3 separate regions of the Mus musculus genome follow, and regions 2 and 3 are each linked to region 1. Evidence: chromatin contacts called from public Hi-C and promoter capture Hi-C data. All regions are on one chromosome and are shown on one strand. Each heading gives the region's core, a stretch centred on a gene start, on an enhancer-like site or on the middle of the called end of the contact. The rest is flanking DNA. Distances are from core to core; before and after follow the strand shown. Region 1 holds the start of Fxyd2 (FXYD domain-containing ion transport regulator 2). Region 2 holds the start of Phldb1 (pleckstrin homology like domain, family B, member 1). Region 3 holds the start of Tagln (transgelin).

Region 1 (4,748 bases), core at 723-3,222:
GGGGGCCGTGAGTGCTGAGAGCCTGGCGTGTGGGGGCAGACTCTCACAGGGCGGGGCTGCTGTCCTTCTGTGTGAGTGTGTGTTGCTGGGCTCCGGAAGCTCGGGAGAGCTGCGTGAGTGCTTTTAAGCCATCCAGCCAGGGCTGGTCTCTGCTCTTACCACTTAGCAGGGAGTGGCTGGCTCTCCGATGGTACCAGCAAACAAAAGGCTAATGCCTGCCATTTATCAAGCAGTACAGAAACAATGGTACCCACCACTGTCCTAGGCCATATTCTGAAGTGCCTATCTCAGTCCCCACAACCTCCCAGAGTCCTGTGCCCTGCCCACTGTATAGATGACAAGATAGACATGGAGAGATAAACAAATCGGCAATGGAAAGGTAAGCAAATGACAAAGGCAAGTGGTGAGTGCCAGTGTCCTGACATTGATGGAGGGGCACCTACAGATGGAGCCCTTCCTCTCAGAAGGACTGACTGCACCAGGGGAGCAAATATCTGTCTGTCTGTCTGTCTATCACCTATCCATTCATAAATCCTTTATAGATCTAGCTATCCTCTATGTAGTTTGTATGTATGCATGCGCATATGTATATATGTATGCCTGTATGTATGTAGCTATGTATGTGTATATATATGTATTATGCATGCACTCATCCATCTATCTCTATCTATCTATCTATCTATCTATCTATCTATCTATCTATCTATCTATCATCTATCCATCTATCCATAAATCTATTATCCATCTTGGTATCATTTCTCCATCAACCTATCACTTATATAGCTTGTATGCATGCAGGTATGCATGCAGGTATGTATGTATGTATGTATGTATGTATGTATGTATCTATCTATCTATCTATCTATCTATCTATCTATCTATCATCTATTTCTTGTTTACCTATCACCTGTGTATCTATTTATATATCATCTGCTAGTGTTGGATATTAGCTTCTTGGAGGCCAAGTCGACCATCTGGAACCCAAAGAAGACTGTGGTCTTACAGAATCCACACCATAGTTACCAAGGGGATGGTTACAGTGAGTGCAGGACAGGCTGGGGGTGGGTGGGTGGGTATGGCCATAGCATTTGAGCCCTGGATCTCAAAGGATAGCCATTATTTGTCTTCAACTCTCACTGGATGTTTGACCTTGGGCCTCAGCTTCTCCATACCTCAGATAGCTCATGTCAAGAGAGGAACTAAAGCAAAAGGGAGACAACAGCTAGAAAATGCTTTGTAAGCCCTAAGATCAAGCTGAGCTTCTTCCTGAAAGAGTCATAAGCATATGGTGACAGCCGCAAGAGGGAGTGTTGGGCATCAGGATAGGACATTAGTCAGGGATGGTGGAGGATTTCAGACTGAGGTGTGAGTGGCTAACTGTGGTGGCCTCGGGACCAGGATAAATAAAACAAGTCAGGACAGGCTGTCAGGGACAGCAGTGCTATTGAGGCTGATCCTGCTGGGGACCCAAGATTCACAGGACTGTGGTAAGAAGGGAGCCAGGCCGGGCTCCTTAGGAACACGGCGGGGAGACATGACTGCCCCATGAGAATGTAAGCTGTCACGGTGCTATCCACAGGGCCTTGCAGGAAGCTCTGGAGGCTAAGGGACTTGGAAGTCCCCATCCCGACCCAGGACCCCTATCTATACTTCCCATGTGCCCTTCACCGAGAGTGCATCTTGAAATTCTCACTTCCTCATCTCACTCCCAGCTGCGGCTTCCCCGGCTGATGGAAGAATACTGTTGCTGCCCATCCCAGCCCTGCTCTCTGGAAATTTCCTCTGGGAGGGGCTGGAGACCTCAGGCAGCTCCTCCCTGCCTCTGGCTCCCCCCATACCTCCCCTTGCCTGGGTCAGCAAGAGCCCCTCTGGGGACACTCAGCCTTTCTTGTGACTGGGGTAAATATTACCTGACACTGTTAATATTTAATGCCCCCCCACCTCTGCCCTGGCCACGGCAGACACTGTCCCCATAGTAGAGGCCACAGGAAGACCGTCGTGGAGAAGCCCCGATGGCTGGGGAAATATCAGATCTGTCAGCGAACAGTGGTGAGACTGGCAGGACTCTGCCTGGGACTGGCTCTGGTGGGCAGCTAGACCCCTTCCCTCTCCTGTTCCTTGGAGTTCCCCAGCCAGTGGCTCTCTTAGAAAATTAGCATTCAGAAGGGATCCTCAACCCCACCCCCACAGAAAAAGAGCAGAATAGCAGAAGTTGGAGCATCAGAAGTGTGTGTGTTTATGTGTGTTGTGTGTTTGTGTGTGTGTGTGTGTGTGTGTGTGTGTGTACGTGTGTGTGTACATGTGACTTTGTTCTGGGTGACAGGGTGTTGTTCTGTAGCCCAGGTTGGCCTGGAACTCATATAGCCCAGAATAACCTAAAATTCACTGCATTCTTCCTGCCTCAGCCTTCCACGCCCTGCCCAGTGTGACTTTCTCATCTTGGATGGAGAACTAAGATTTCAAAGTGGTCAGGGGCTGCCGGGGTTGGAGATGGGAGGAGCAGCCCTTTAGCTTAGCCTTCCCCAGAAGGCTTAGGGTCACAAGAAAAGCCCAGCGTTTTGAAATCCACAGACTCAGGCCTGGAGCCCAAGAGGACCCCTGCCGGTCCATAGATGTTGAGTTTTCTGACCTAGAACACTGGTGGAAGAGGGACTCATTAAATGCTTCCTGAAAGGGAAATGGGGGTGGGGTGGGGTTTGGGGTCCTGTCTTGGATCTGGCTGAGGCTGATGCTAGCTCCCCATTTGACCTTGAACATGACGGAAGTGTGGGAAGACTTTCTGCATGGATGCAGAGCCTGGGTCACTGTGGCTTCTCCTTAGATTTTGACCTTTCTGAACAACCCATACCTGAGGTTCACCAGCACTGACCCCCTCTGGCTACTGGAGGGATCTGGACTCACCAGACCCTGCGGCTGGCTGATCACTACAGGGGCACAGTTCAAAGTTGCCTGGGAATTGTTAACTTTTTCATCCCTTTAGAAAAGGCCCCGGACAAGAGGGGCTCCAGCAGGGCAGCAGAGAGTACAGCTGGCATGGAGTGGGGAATGGGGGTGGTGTGTGTGTGTGATTGTAGCTTTGCTGGCCATTGTACTACCAGCTATCCAAGGGTAAGTGCTCTGAGCTCAGGCTGGCAGAGAGCAGAATATCGGCTTCCTTCAGGGTGAAGGAGCCACAGGAGGCAGGGCCAGGGGCAGGCAGCTTGGTCTGAAAAAGTCTTCTTCCTCTATGTCACTTGAAAGGGAGCCTAGCACGTAGACTCATAGTGACGCTTTGCCTGGGTTCAAATCCCAGCTCTGCCCCTTACTCGCTGTGTGGTTGTGGGGTGACTTACTTACCCTCTCTGTGCCCCAGTCTCTTGTGGATGAGAGGGAATAACAACTGTGCCTCAGGTTGTACGAGCTGATGCTCAGACCATTTTGGCCGGGAATGCACAGAAACTAAGTGCTCCTCCTGCCCGTTAAGTATGTCCGGAGGACAGTGACACAGCAGAGTAGAAGCTAGGATGAGTCAAGCCCTGATTCTGCCTTCCATTTCCACTGTGTCCTTACGAAGACTCCAGTGGGCCCTTGATTCCTTCTCCCGTTCCTTGAACACAGAGGCTCTGCTTTCCGCCTTAATTTATTTCAGACATTGCCTTTCCCCGAGGACGTGGAATTATATCAATAGAGGCCTCTGGGGGCTTCCTGGGAGTTGGCTTTTTGGCCTGACTTCGTTATGATACAGAGCTGGGAGCTGGGGAGGACCACGCCCTCCGGAGACTGAGGTCCCTTCAGACAGGGCAGGTTTCTATTCAGATGCCCAGCGTCTGATCCCATGATGCCCATGTGATGTAACCTTTAGGGCGTCCTCACAGGTCCCCTCTTCACTGGGTCACTCTAGCCAGCCTTCTCTTCATCTCGATCCTGGGAGTTCGTTTGAGAACTCTGGAGTTCCCACTACTCTGGGGTTGTGATTTCTTGCTCATCCCACCCCTGGCTCTCTTCTCAGGTGGCAGTGCCAAGGGGACAGAGAATCCCTTCGAGTACGGTAAGCCGGTCCTCCCCTGCCTACTCCGTCAGATGGCTTCCAGCCCTGGGTTCCTGCTATCTGCTCTTAACATGGCGGGGCTGCCTCGCGGGTGGACTTTGGGAGGTCTGTGAGGGGGCGTGCCTACACCACTGCGCATGTCTCCTCTCTCCAAGACTATGAAACCGTCCGCAAAGGAGGCCTGATCTTCGCGGGCCTGGCCTTCGTCGTGGGCCTCCTCATCATTCTCAGTAAGTGGGGACAGATGGAGCATTTCCCAAAGTCATACCGTAAGGACACTTGCCAGGTCCCCACCCACACTCCAGCCTGAGGAGGAATCCAGGAATATGCAGAGGACAGCGAGCCTACCGCTTCTTTCAGTGTGCCCCCTGGTGGCCGTGGGATGGGAAGCGGAGAGGGAAGTCTGGCTGGGCAACTGTGGGGCAGAGGCTGCCAGGGGAGCAGGCACCGCCCCATCTGGACACCACGTCCTAAGCCACCCTATCCCTTGAGTAGTCTCAGCACACTGAGAGACACCGCCTGTAGCCCCACTGTCAGCGTTTGAGATGGACAGTGAGACTCGCAGGGAGAGACTTGTAGCAGCTCTCTCGGTGTAGCAGACATCCACTCCTCCACATATTGCTGCAAACTAGCAGAGATGGAAGCCAGGGCCTGGGGACTCTCGCTAACTTATCCTAACTCTGGAGACAGGGAGACTCCATTTTCTCTCTGTTAAATGGGG
Region 2 (4,748 bases), core at 1,620-4,119, 670 kb before region 1:
CCAACCTGACCTGGGCTCAGATGGTGCTTTGATAGAGGGATCTCACCGTGGCCTAGGTGGCCTCTTCTCTGACCCTAATCCCATGTCCCTTGGAGAAGCTGTGCTGTCCCCTGACGCCCTCCACTGGCTGGCTTGCTATGGTCCCATTGAGTGGCTATCTATATCCAGGGCTTTAATTACCCACTCAGCTATGCCCAGTTGCCAAAAAAAAAGCCTTGTGGTGTGGCTTCCACTGCTGAAGAGCAGGCCTAGCCCTCTCTGTAACCCTCTTGCACCCAGATGCAGAAAGCTAAGCACCTCCTAGCCAGCTAGTCAGGTAGCAAGGGCCTGGCTGTGCCTGTATTATCAACATAGGGAAAGATACACTAGAGCATAAGGACTGGGGTCTGACACAGGTAACCCTAGCCCCATCCCCAATGTGCTAACAGCCAACACCACCTGTCTCCGGGTCTTAACACCTGAACAAAGGTGAAGGGAGTTCTGGGAAGAGCCAACCAGCCCTGACACCAGTGAGCACTGAAGAAAGTCCTTGGGATCCCAAGGGGCCCAAGATGAAAGGTCCAAAGCCAGCCTTGGAGCAAAATGCCAGGTCCCCCTCCCTCACCTGGGTCTCACAGGAGTCAAATGGTGGCTCTAGAGGGGCAATGCAGAGCAGTAGGCCAAGGCCTTTCTGGTCACAATGACTTTCTTTCGTCTTCCCTGCTCACATACGCCCTCGAGGAAGGGCCACCGGCAGAGGAAGGAGTCAGGACGGGAAGGAAACTGAGGCCGGGCGGGCAGAATGCCCAGGAGAGGCAGGGGGAGTGTCCAAAGCCAGGCGTGTAGAGAAGAAATTAGAAATAAAAATAGGCAGAGAGAAAGGGGGGTTTGTAGAAAGGACGAGGTGCAGGGATAATAGAGTGTGAAGTCAGGAGAAAATACTGAAAGCTGGTGAGGAGAGCCTGGGTGTGGTGGTACATGCCTGTAAACCTAATTCCCTGTACTCCGGATGTGGCGACAGGATATCAGACACTCAAGGCCAGCCTCGGCCTGAGCTTCATGAGACCTTGTCTCAAAAAATAACAGCAGTTTTGGGGATGAGATAGTGAACTAGGAAAATAGACTGTAGGGAAGGCCAGGGAACCCTAAGAAGCATGAGTGGTGGTGATGGGGAGGGAGGGGGCAGACTTAGCATACATTCCCCAAATAGGAGAGGATAAACCAGGCGCTTCAGAGCACCTTGGAGCGGGGAACGGAACCGGAGGGCAGCTAGGAAAAGAGGAATCCCCAGCAGCGGGAGAACAGAGTCTTGCACAGTCTGGGGACAGAGTAGACAGAGCTGGGAAGAGTAGTTGGGGTGGAGGAGTATTGGGGAGCGACGCTGGAAAGGTGCACTTCTCGGAAACCCGCAGGGTTCGTGGATCTCCCCACAGCAGAGGCTCGGCCCTCCCCAGGCCACCGGGTGGGACAAGGCAGCAGTGTTGGGTCGCCTGCTGCGGCAGCCCCGCCCGTCCGGCCCCGGGGACAAGCGGCCTTTCTTCAGCAGGGCAGAGAGAGAAAAAGTCGCTTGTTTGCACAGCAGGGAAAGGGGGCGGCCTCGCAGCTGCAGGAAGGGGGCTGGCATGTGGAGGGAGGTGCGTGCGTGCGGGGAGGTTGCGTGAGTGGAGCAGTCTTCCCGGGCGACCCTTCCCAGCGCGTGGAGTGCGTGGTGTGAAGCGGACTAAGTGTGTGAAGTCGAGGCCCATGTGAGGATTCACGTGTGCACCCGTGGGGTGACACTGGACTGTCGGTGTGACGTGTCTTGCGGGTGCGCGGAGGTGAGGCGTGGGATGCTGTGCGTGGGAGCTGTGCGGACGCCCGTGTTAGTGGCCAGTTCTGTTTGTGTGACCGCTGTGGAGTGAGCCCGAAGTGCGATGAGTCAGTCTCCGGGAGCCTCCGGGACCGCTGAGCTAACGGGCCCAGAATGCAGCCCCACCCCGGCTCACTGGGTCCCCCGCCGGGCCGCGCAGTCGCGAGCCAAATCCCCGCTGCGCTGGCCTGGGCGGAAGCGTCCGCGGCGCCAGGGCAACCCCGCGCCCCACGACCCCACCCAGCCGCCTACCCTCGCTTCCCCATCCCGGGGGAGTCCGATGACGGCGCTCGACCTCGGCTGGGGAACTCCGCGCTGTTTTTGGATCCAGACCGCGGAGGCGGAGCGGGAGCCAACGGCTCAGTCATCCCAGGTCGCCGGGGACCCTCATAGATAACGGGGGTCCTGGAAAAGTGCCCAGGAGACCCTAGACATGGAAACCCCAGGATCCCTCCCTGACTCCCTCCCACGCCTCAGAGTTGAACTCCACATCTTTTTGAGTCCATCCAGGCAGCTGGAACGAGGACAAGAGCGGAGACGCCTAGGGGATCCCCCTTCCTGTGGTCCTGCTGATGTGGAGAGGAACCATGTGCGATGCTGTAGACAAGGTCCCGCGCGCGTACCCAACCCGAGACTGCAAGTGTGGGATACTGGCCATCGGGGTGCCCACAGGAGGATCTAGATCCCGCAAGACTTGGGGGGGGGGAATTCCTCCACTTAATACCAGGGCCCCCTCTGGCGGTGGCGCTGGCAACGACTCAGGAGGGCAAGAGCAAGCAGTTCGCCGAGGGCGGCCCACAAAGCCCCTTCCGCCAACGCACTCACCTGGCATGGCCCCCTTTTTCCGCACCTTTCTACCCAGTTCGCTGGGCCAGACTGGTCTCGTCTGGTCCCGGGGACTTTCCCTTCTGTAGACTCAGCCAGACGGCGAATGGAACCCCGAGGCATAGTGGGAGGGGCACGCTTACCTTGTGGGGAGTTGGGGGGACACCGGCCCCTTTGCCCAAGTGGGCCGCGGCGGCCTCAGGCTGGCGAAGACTCTGTTGCTTTTCCCCTGGAGCCAGCTGAGTAGGAGGAGAGGGAGACTGTCCCGCCCCGCTTCCCTGAGTCCCCGCCCCCATCCCGTCCTGTCCGCCTGGCCAGCTAGAGAAGACGCCCTTGTGGTGCTGGAGCCCAAGGCCCCCACCCAGCTTTTCCCACAGCAGCACCTCCCCCGCTTGCACAGCGCCCGCTTTGTTCATCTGTACAGCTGGGCTTTCCACCACCACCACCAGGGCCACCACCGTGCAAACTCTCCTCTCACCCTCCCCTTCCGACCCTCCTAGACCACCCTCCACTCTGGGCCTCGAAGCACTTCTTTATTTACCTCCGCCTACCCAAGATGCCTGAATCGTCCCCTGACTCCCCATGAGTCCTAGCGCAGCCCTACCACAGATGCTCAATTTCCTTTCAGAACATCAACTGAGGGCACCCAGGTCAGCCCCTACCCTTTGCTGTTCCAAGCCCCACCATAGAGAGTTGTCGATTTAATAATTGCACACCATGCTTCAGAAATGAACGTGAAGGCAAGGTCCGTTGAAAGTGTGCTGTAAGCCAAATGATGGTGGTCTTTTTCCCAGCACTCGGGAGGCAGAGGCAGGTGGATCTCTGTGAGTTCGAGACCAGACTGGTCTCAGAATGAGTTCAAGGACAGCCAGGGCTACACAAGAGAAACCCTGTCTCAAAAAACAAAAACAAACAAAAAAGTGTGGTGCAAACCACAGGACCCAGGAAAGCTGAATGGAGCCGGCCTTTTTGCCTCTGTCCATTCACCTCCACTAAAGAATTGTTGGGTTGCAGCTGGAGCTGGAGGCAGGGTAGAAAGACACCAGGTTGGCTGAAGAGTGGGAGTTTGAGGAAGAAAAGAGGGAGGGGGGCAGTCTATAAGCCCAGCCTGGCGAAGTCATTCAGCAGTCCAACCCGCACCCCGAAATCCAAGCTGACAGTGTAGCCGCACCTTGCAAAGCCTGCTCTTGCCCCAGGAGACGGCTGGGAGGCCTCATGGGAGCTGAACTCAGACTAGACTGGGCCTCTTTAACCTGCACTAAAGGATTGGCAGAGGCTTTTCCTCAGTGAAGGAACAAGCAGGAAGCCCCCAAGTCTGGCTTAAGGTCCAGATGGGATGGGTTGGAGAAAATTTAAAATGAAAGTCCTCTTTGGAATGGACAAACCCAGTTCTGTTCCAGTGGCTTTTGTTCTGTGTTCTCTCTCTCTCTCTCTCTCTCTCTCTCTCTCTCTCTCTCTCAGGAATGGCAGGAGACTGAACTGCAGGAATTTGGTCACTCATTGACAGAACTAGCATTAGTAGGGGGCATCCACAGCTGGCGATTAAACCTGAGACTGTGGAGCAATGAACAAGAGGGAGGAGGAGAAGGAGTCCTACCTGCCACCTCCTCTAGCTAACAGAGGTGACAAGTGCACTGTGGTCACCAGAAAGTCCCAAGATATAAGCAGCTTCTTTTTACCTCTCTTCGTATCATTTGAGGCTCAAGGAACAATTTCAGCTCTGGCCAACCTTCCTGAGGCATATGTCAATCACAACAGTATTTTTCATGCTGCTCTAGTGTGTTGTTGTTGGTGGTGGTTTTTTGGTTTTTTTTTTTTTCTTTTTTCTTCCAGATGTTTCTTTCTAATGAATTGACCATAAGACTTACAATTTCTGCAATGGCCAACAGACCACAGAAAGATATTTCTTTAGGCTCCTGCTTGAAACCAACAGCTTCAGTAAACTGCAGCCTTGATTCAGGGCCATTTTGTTTTTGTTTTTGGTTTTTTGAACAAAAAGAGAAAGCAAAACAAAATCATCTTGTTGCAAATTTAGCATTTGGAGAGGGGTTCTGATTAGGGGGATCTCAAATTCTTCCATCTTTTTCTTAACCTC
Region 3 (4,748 bases), core at 714-3,213, 530 kb after region 1:
ACTAGAGGAAAAGATGGGAGGAGAGTGTCCTCACATGCACTTCTCAGTCTCCAGAAAGTTCTGAACTGCAGGACTAAGAACAAGCCGTAGCAACAAGAGCATACACTGCAGCCTTGACATCTGTCAGGTCTGGGTCAGGTCATGCTCTCAAGATTCCATGTGCCCTTCTTCCCAGACTGGTGGGAAGTATGAAGTAGAAAGTCCAAAGAAGGGCTGGAGAGATGGCTCAGCCGTTAAAGGCTAGGCTCACAACCAAAAATACAAGAAAGTCCAGAGAAGTCTCTTTGAGAAGAGGCCAGGAGAGCAAATAAAATATATATGTATGTCCAAATGCCATGATGAAATGTATTACTTTGTATGCTAACTTAAAACAAACAAAAAAACAAAACCAAAAAAAAAAATCACTATAAGAAAAATCAAGCTGTCATCTTAGAGGCAGCAGAGAGGAGAGAGGGATATGGGTGGTGGTTTGGCAGCCCACCAGGGTATTTCTAGACAAAAGCTCCAACGCAAAACACCTGCATGATGCGCAGCTTGGATGCCTGTGGCCATCCAGCCCTCCTGTCAGCAGGTAGAGAGGTTAGGCTGTGGAAAGGGGCCTCCATGTAGCAGAGACCCTGGACAACAAGCAGAACCAGGGTATATCTGCCTGTGGTACCTCAGCCCATAAAATGACAGTAAGGGTGAGCATTTCTGCATCCCTGAGAGATCACACCTAAATTCCAGAAGACTAGTCCTCTTATATAGATGTGGCAACAGCCCACTGACATCCTTTAGAGAGCCCCAAGGGGAACCACCAAGACCCTTTGGGAGGAACAGGGGTCCCAGGGCTGTCCAGTCCCAGTTCCAAAGCTCCTCCACCTGTCACCTATCTGTCACCTATCTGCCACCTGTCACCTATCTGCCTACAGTGGACTGACCTCCTACTTTCAAACTGGACCAAGCTGCCATGAAAAAGCAAACCTTAGCTGGGCAGTGGTGGCACACGCCTTTAATCCCAGCACTTGGGAGGCAGAGGCAGGTAGATTTCTGAGTTCGAGGCCAGCCTGGTCTAAAGAGTGAGTTCCAGAACAGCCAGGGCTACACAGAGAAACCCTGTCTAAAGAAAAGAAAGAAAAAAAGAAAAAGAAAATTAGAAAGAGAGAGTGAAAGAGAGAAAAGGAAAGAAAGAGAGAGAGAGAGAGAGAGAGAGAGAGAGAGAGAGAGAGAGAGAGAGAGAAAAGGAAAGAAAAAGCAGGCCCTATCCCAGGCTAGTCTGAAGCATTAAACTTCTGTGGTAGATGGAGCACATGCCTGCCACACATAGCGCCCTGGGGTTTGATCCCTAGCGCTACAAAAAATAAGATCTTTAGTCCTCCACTGCCTGAGGGGGCTACCTCCTGGCTCCCCCGAGTTGCATTAGCCCTGGGGACCATCAGTGGGTCACTGCTTTCCAGAACTTAGCCCCTCACCTTCTTGGAGATCCAAAGATGGAGTTGTTCCCTTGGCCTCATTTGTCACCTCTTTGGGCCTAACACATAGCCCATACACCTATGGGTGGGACAGTGACTGAAATTTGAGCCTCCCTCTCACCCCATTTATTCTTTTGCCCCAGTCAAATCATCCTAGGCATTTTAACCCAGACTTTTTGTCTAACACAGAGAATGGTCTCTAGGGACCCAATTCCACCCAGCAAACTAGAAGAGACTAGGGGATCTAATTGAGCCCACAGCCCTTCTGCTCCCATGACTTGCACTTACAAGGCTTGGTCGTTTGTGGACTGGAAGGAGAGTAGCTTCGGTGTCTGGGCTGGGGCAGACGGGCCGGGGCGCCGGCTGGGTGAGGGGTTTAAAGGCCGCCTAGGCAGTGATGTCACCCCTCTGCCGCCCGCTGGCGCCCCTCCCTGCCCATGGAAGTCTGCTTGGCTCACCACCCCGGGCCGCCCCACTCACTCCACACAGGCTCCATATTTGGGGAAAGACACCAAGTTGGAGCAGTCTGTCGGGGGCAGCCGGAGACATTCTCTGCATGCTTTGGAGATGCTGCGGGGGTCGGGGCGGGGCGGTGCTGAGGGCGGCCGGGAAAAACCTTTTATGGGCAGGACCCTGAAACCCTTCCTTGTTACCCGGACTTGGGTCTGCTCTTCAATGAGAAAGAAAGGGGGAGGCATTCTAGAGTTTGGCCCGACAAAGGAACCTGCAAGGGACAAACAAGCCACCTTCTTGCAAGGCTTTAAAATCGAGTTGGTGGGAACTAGTCTTGACTGCAGCCTGGCTGCACAACCAGGCACTATGCAAACGCCTTCCTTTCACGTTCCCCTTTATTATGAGATAGCAGTTACCACTCCATTTAACAGTTGAGAAAATTGAGGTTCAAAGTGGCCTTTCCAAGGCTACCAAGTGCATGGCAGAACATGGGTCATCCTGCCCACAGGTATGGTATGCTTCTAGCGGGTGCTTCTCTAGGGAGTGCCTTGTTTAGCAGCAAGTCAACCCTGGCCCCTTCTAGAGCGGTGACAATGGGCGGATGTTTAAGGCCTGGCAAGGCTGGAGACACTAGGGTAAGAGGACTAGGACAGTGTCACCCTCCCTCCCTTCAAAATAGTCCTTATCGTGAAAGATCCTACCACCTCAGAAAGGGTCCCCACTTATCTTGCACCTAGCTTCAGTGGTCTTGGGAAGGGACAGGTGAGACAGGCTCAGGGTTAGGGTTAAAGACAACTGCTATCACACCTGATGGTCTGAGTTCAGTACCCAAGACCAAACACAGTGGAGACAGAACCAGCTCTCCTCTGCCCCTATCTGTGCTATGTCTCACACACTCACTGAATGCAACTTCTTAAAAGGTAAGGCTTTAGTGGTGTCTCTGAGTCCCATCCCCAATTCTGGAAACCTCAGGAAACAGAGAGAGGGAGAGGGAGAGGGAGAAAGGAGTAGAGAGAGGGAAGGAGAGAACCCTCAGGCAGGGTCAGTCTCACCCAGAACTGGCTGCAGGCCAGAGAGGTGCAGCCTCAGACGCTCAATCCACTACAGCCAGCCTGGCTGGTTTAAGCTATTGGTGCATAGAACTCCAGCACCTCCTTGTGGCATCTGAAGGAAGGGTCATAATAAGCTGGAGCTCCTCTAGAGCTCTTGCTTTCCAGCCACTGATTACGTCCTGAATTCACTAGACAGGATTCCCCAAATCCCGTCCTTTTTATAATCTAAATAAAATCTCCCTCCTCGATGGGCACACGCCTTTAATCCCAGCACTCGGGAGGCAGAGGCAGGCAGATTTCTGAGTTCAAGGCCAGCCTGGTCTACAGAGTGGGTTCCAGGAGGGCCAGGGCCACACAGAGAAACCCTGTCTCAAAAAAAACAAACCAAAACCACCCCCCCCCCAAACAACAACAACCCCCCCTCCTCTTAGATCCTGCTTGCCATCCATTCCTGAACAGCCTTTAAAACCTTGGCCTGCAAGGGCTCTGCCCACTTGAGGTGCATCATGGCACAGCCTGGACACCCATCTGCAGAGCTGGCTGGAAAGGATACTGACGTTTACATACGTGGTGGGTAGTCAGGTGCTGTGTGCCTGCTGAAGGGAGGGGTTATCAGGAGAGGGCACAGACACACTTTCAGTATCCTGCTCCTGTAAGCAATGCTTGGAGCAAGGGTCACATGTTTACAGAATCAATGGGTGGCTTGGTGGGATCAAGGAAGGTCATTCCCAATGTAGCCACGCACAGAAACGAGACGGGAAGGCCAAAATAAATGGGACACGGAGGCTCCTGCACCTCCCAACACATCAGTAAGACCCCAAATCCCAGGTCTGGTTGTCTTTATTGAATGTACTCGTTCATAGAAAACAATTGCAACCGTAGCATGGAGGAACATAGAACAAAGCTCAGAAACAAAGACCCAGACCCGCCTCTTCTCCCAGCCCAAGAGCTATAAAAACATGGTGGAGAGAAGGAAACACATTCCTGGGGCCCACTCTTGGCATCTGGAATGGACCTGGTGGAGTGAAGGGCAACCAAGTACCAAAGTGGCCAGGGGCCTGGAGCTGGGTGACTCTGTAAACGCCAAGGACCAGAATGGCCAGGGGCCAGAGCTGGGTGACTCTGTAAACGCCAAGGCTCTTAGGCCTACGTGACTAACACAGAACTTGGCTAAATACTGGACGGAAACTCAGAAACCAGCCCTGAGTCCTTTGGTGAGACAGGGCCAAGGACACACAGGGACCTGGCATGTTCCTCCCTTTCCACGACAGGCACTGGGACTCCTGCTCCCGTGAAAGAGGCAAAAGGGACTGTGTGCTTGGCACCGTTCCGTGGCCTCTAGACATTCTTGGGCAGTGTCAATGGCACTGAGAGGCCCCCATCTGGGGCTTGGCAGGACTGAGGGTGTGGAAGGGGACAGTGAGTTGCCACTTCCCACCAACCCTAGTGCTGGCATCATTCTAGTGGCTGGTGGGATGAGGTGGCCTCTGAATTCAGTCCCCGATCAGAAGACTCAACTTGGGCTGGCCCTCACTGCTGAAGAGCCAGCTCCAAGCACAGGTCAGGGAGGAGGGTCGTACCTAGGCCCCTTGCAGGCCTTAGCACCGAAAGCCTGGCACCAGCTGGCCAGCCCCCAAAGTCTCCTACCTGCATCTGTCCTGGCAGGTCAGAGTGGGCAGTGATAGCAGCCAGCTACAGACCCAGGGAGAGCTTAGGTCCTGGTGATGGACAAAGAATCAGGCACCAGACTGTGGTCCTGGACAGAGCATGGGAAGAAGAAAGGGCTGTGTGT

Evidence for each region. Promoter capture Hi-C pulls out the DNA fragments that hold promoters and counts their contacts. A called contact is a pair of places that touch in the nucleus more often than the background predicts.
Region 2: a contact with region 1 is called in a promoter capture Hi-C map of pre-B cells, with 3 times the contacts expected there. The contact joins the promoter of Phldb1 here to the promoter of Fxyd2 in region 1. A contact is called at or near these places in 1 of 39 promoter capture datasets (pre-B cells) and 1 of 115 datasets of contacts at active chromatin or transcription factors (large pre-B cells).
Region 3: a contact with region 1 is called in a Hi-C map of erythroblasts, with 4 times the contacts expected there. The contact joins the promoter of Tagln here to the promoter of Fxyd2 in region 1. A contact is called at or near these places in 10 of 39 promoter capture datasets (the 3T3-L1 cell line, 3T3-L1-derived adipocytes, the HPC-7 cell line and 7 more), 4 of 15 datasets of contacts at CTCF or cohesin (embryonic stem cells, large pre-B cells, pro-B cells and 1 more), 42 of 484 Hi-C or Micro-C datasets (the 63-12 cell line, B cells, the C2C12 cell line and 24 more), 5 of 115 datasets of contacts at active chromatin or transcription factors (the HPC-7 cell line, embryonic stem cells, epiblast stem cells and 2 more) and 1 of 9 other capture datasets (embryonic stem cells).

Annotation. Positions count from the first base shown.
Region 1 is chr9:45,404,118-45,408,865 of GRCm38.p6, forward strand. Fxyd2 (FXYD domain-containing ion transport regulator 2) reads left to right here and starts at 1,973. Exons shown (of 6, transcript NM_007503.4): 1 at 1,973-2,049; 2 at 3,989-4,027; 3 at 4,183-4,257. The coding sequence starts at 2,013.
Region 2 is chr9:44,732,329-44,737,076 of GRCm38.p6, forward strand. It overlaps Phldb1 (pleckstrin homology like domain, family B, member 1), which reads right to left and starts at 2,870. Exons shown (of 22, transcript NM_153537.4): 1 at 2,797-2,870. Gm24166 (a small nucleolar RNA gene) reads right to left here and starts at 4,619; the gene lies at 4,485-4,619.
Region 3 is chr9:45,934,095-45,938,842 of GRCm38.p6, forward strand. It overlaps Tagln (transgelin), which reads right to left and starts at 1,964. Exons shown (of 5, transcript NM_011526.5): 1 at 1,740-1,964. Sidt2 (SID1 transmembrane family, member 2) reads right to left here. Exons shown (of 26, transcript NM_172257.4): 26 at 3,763-4,748.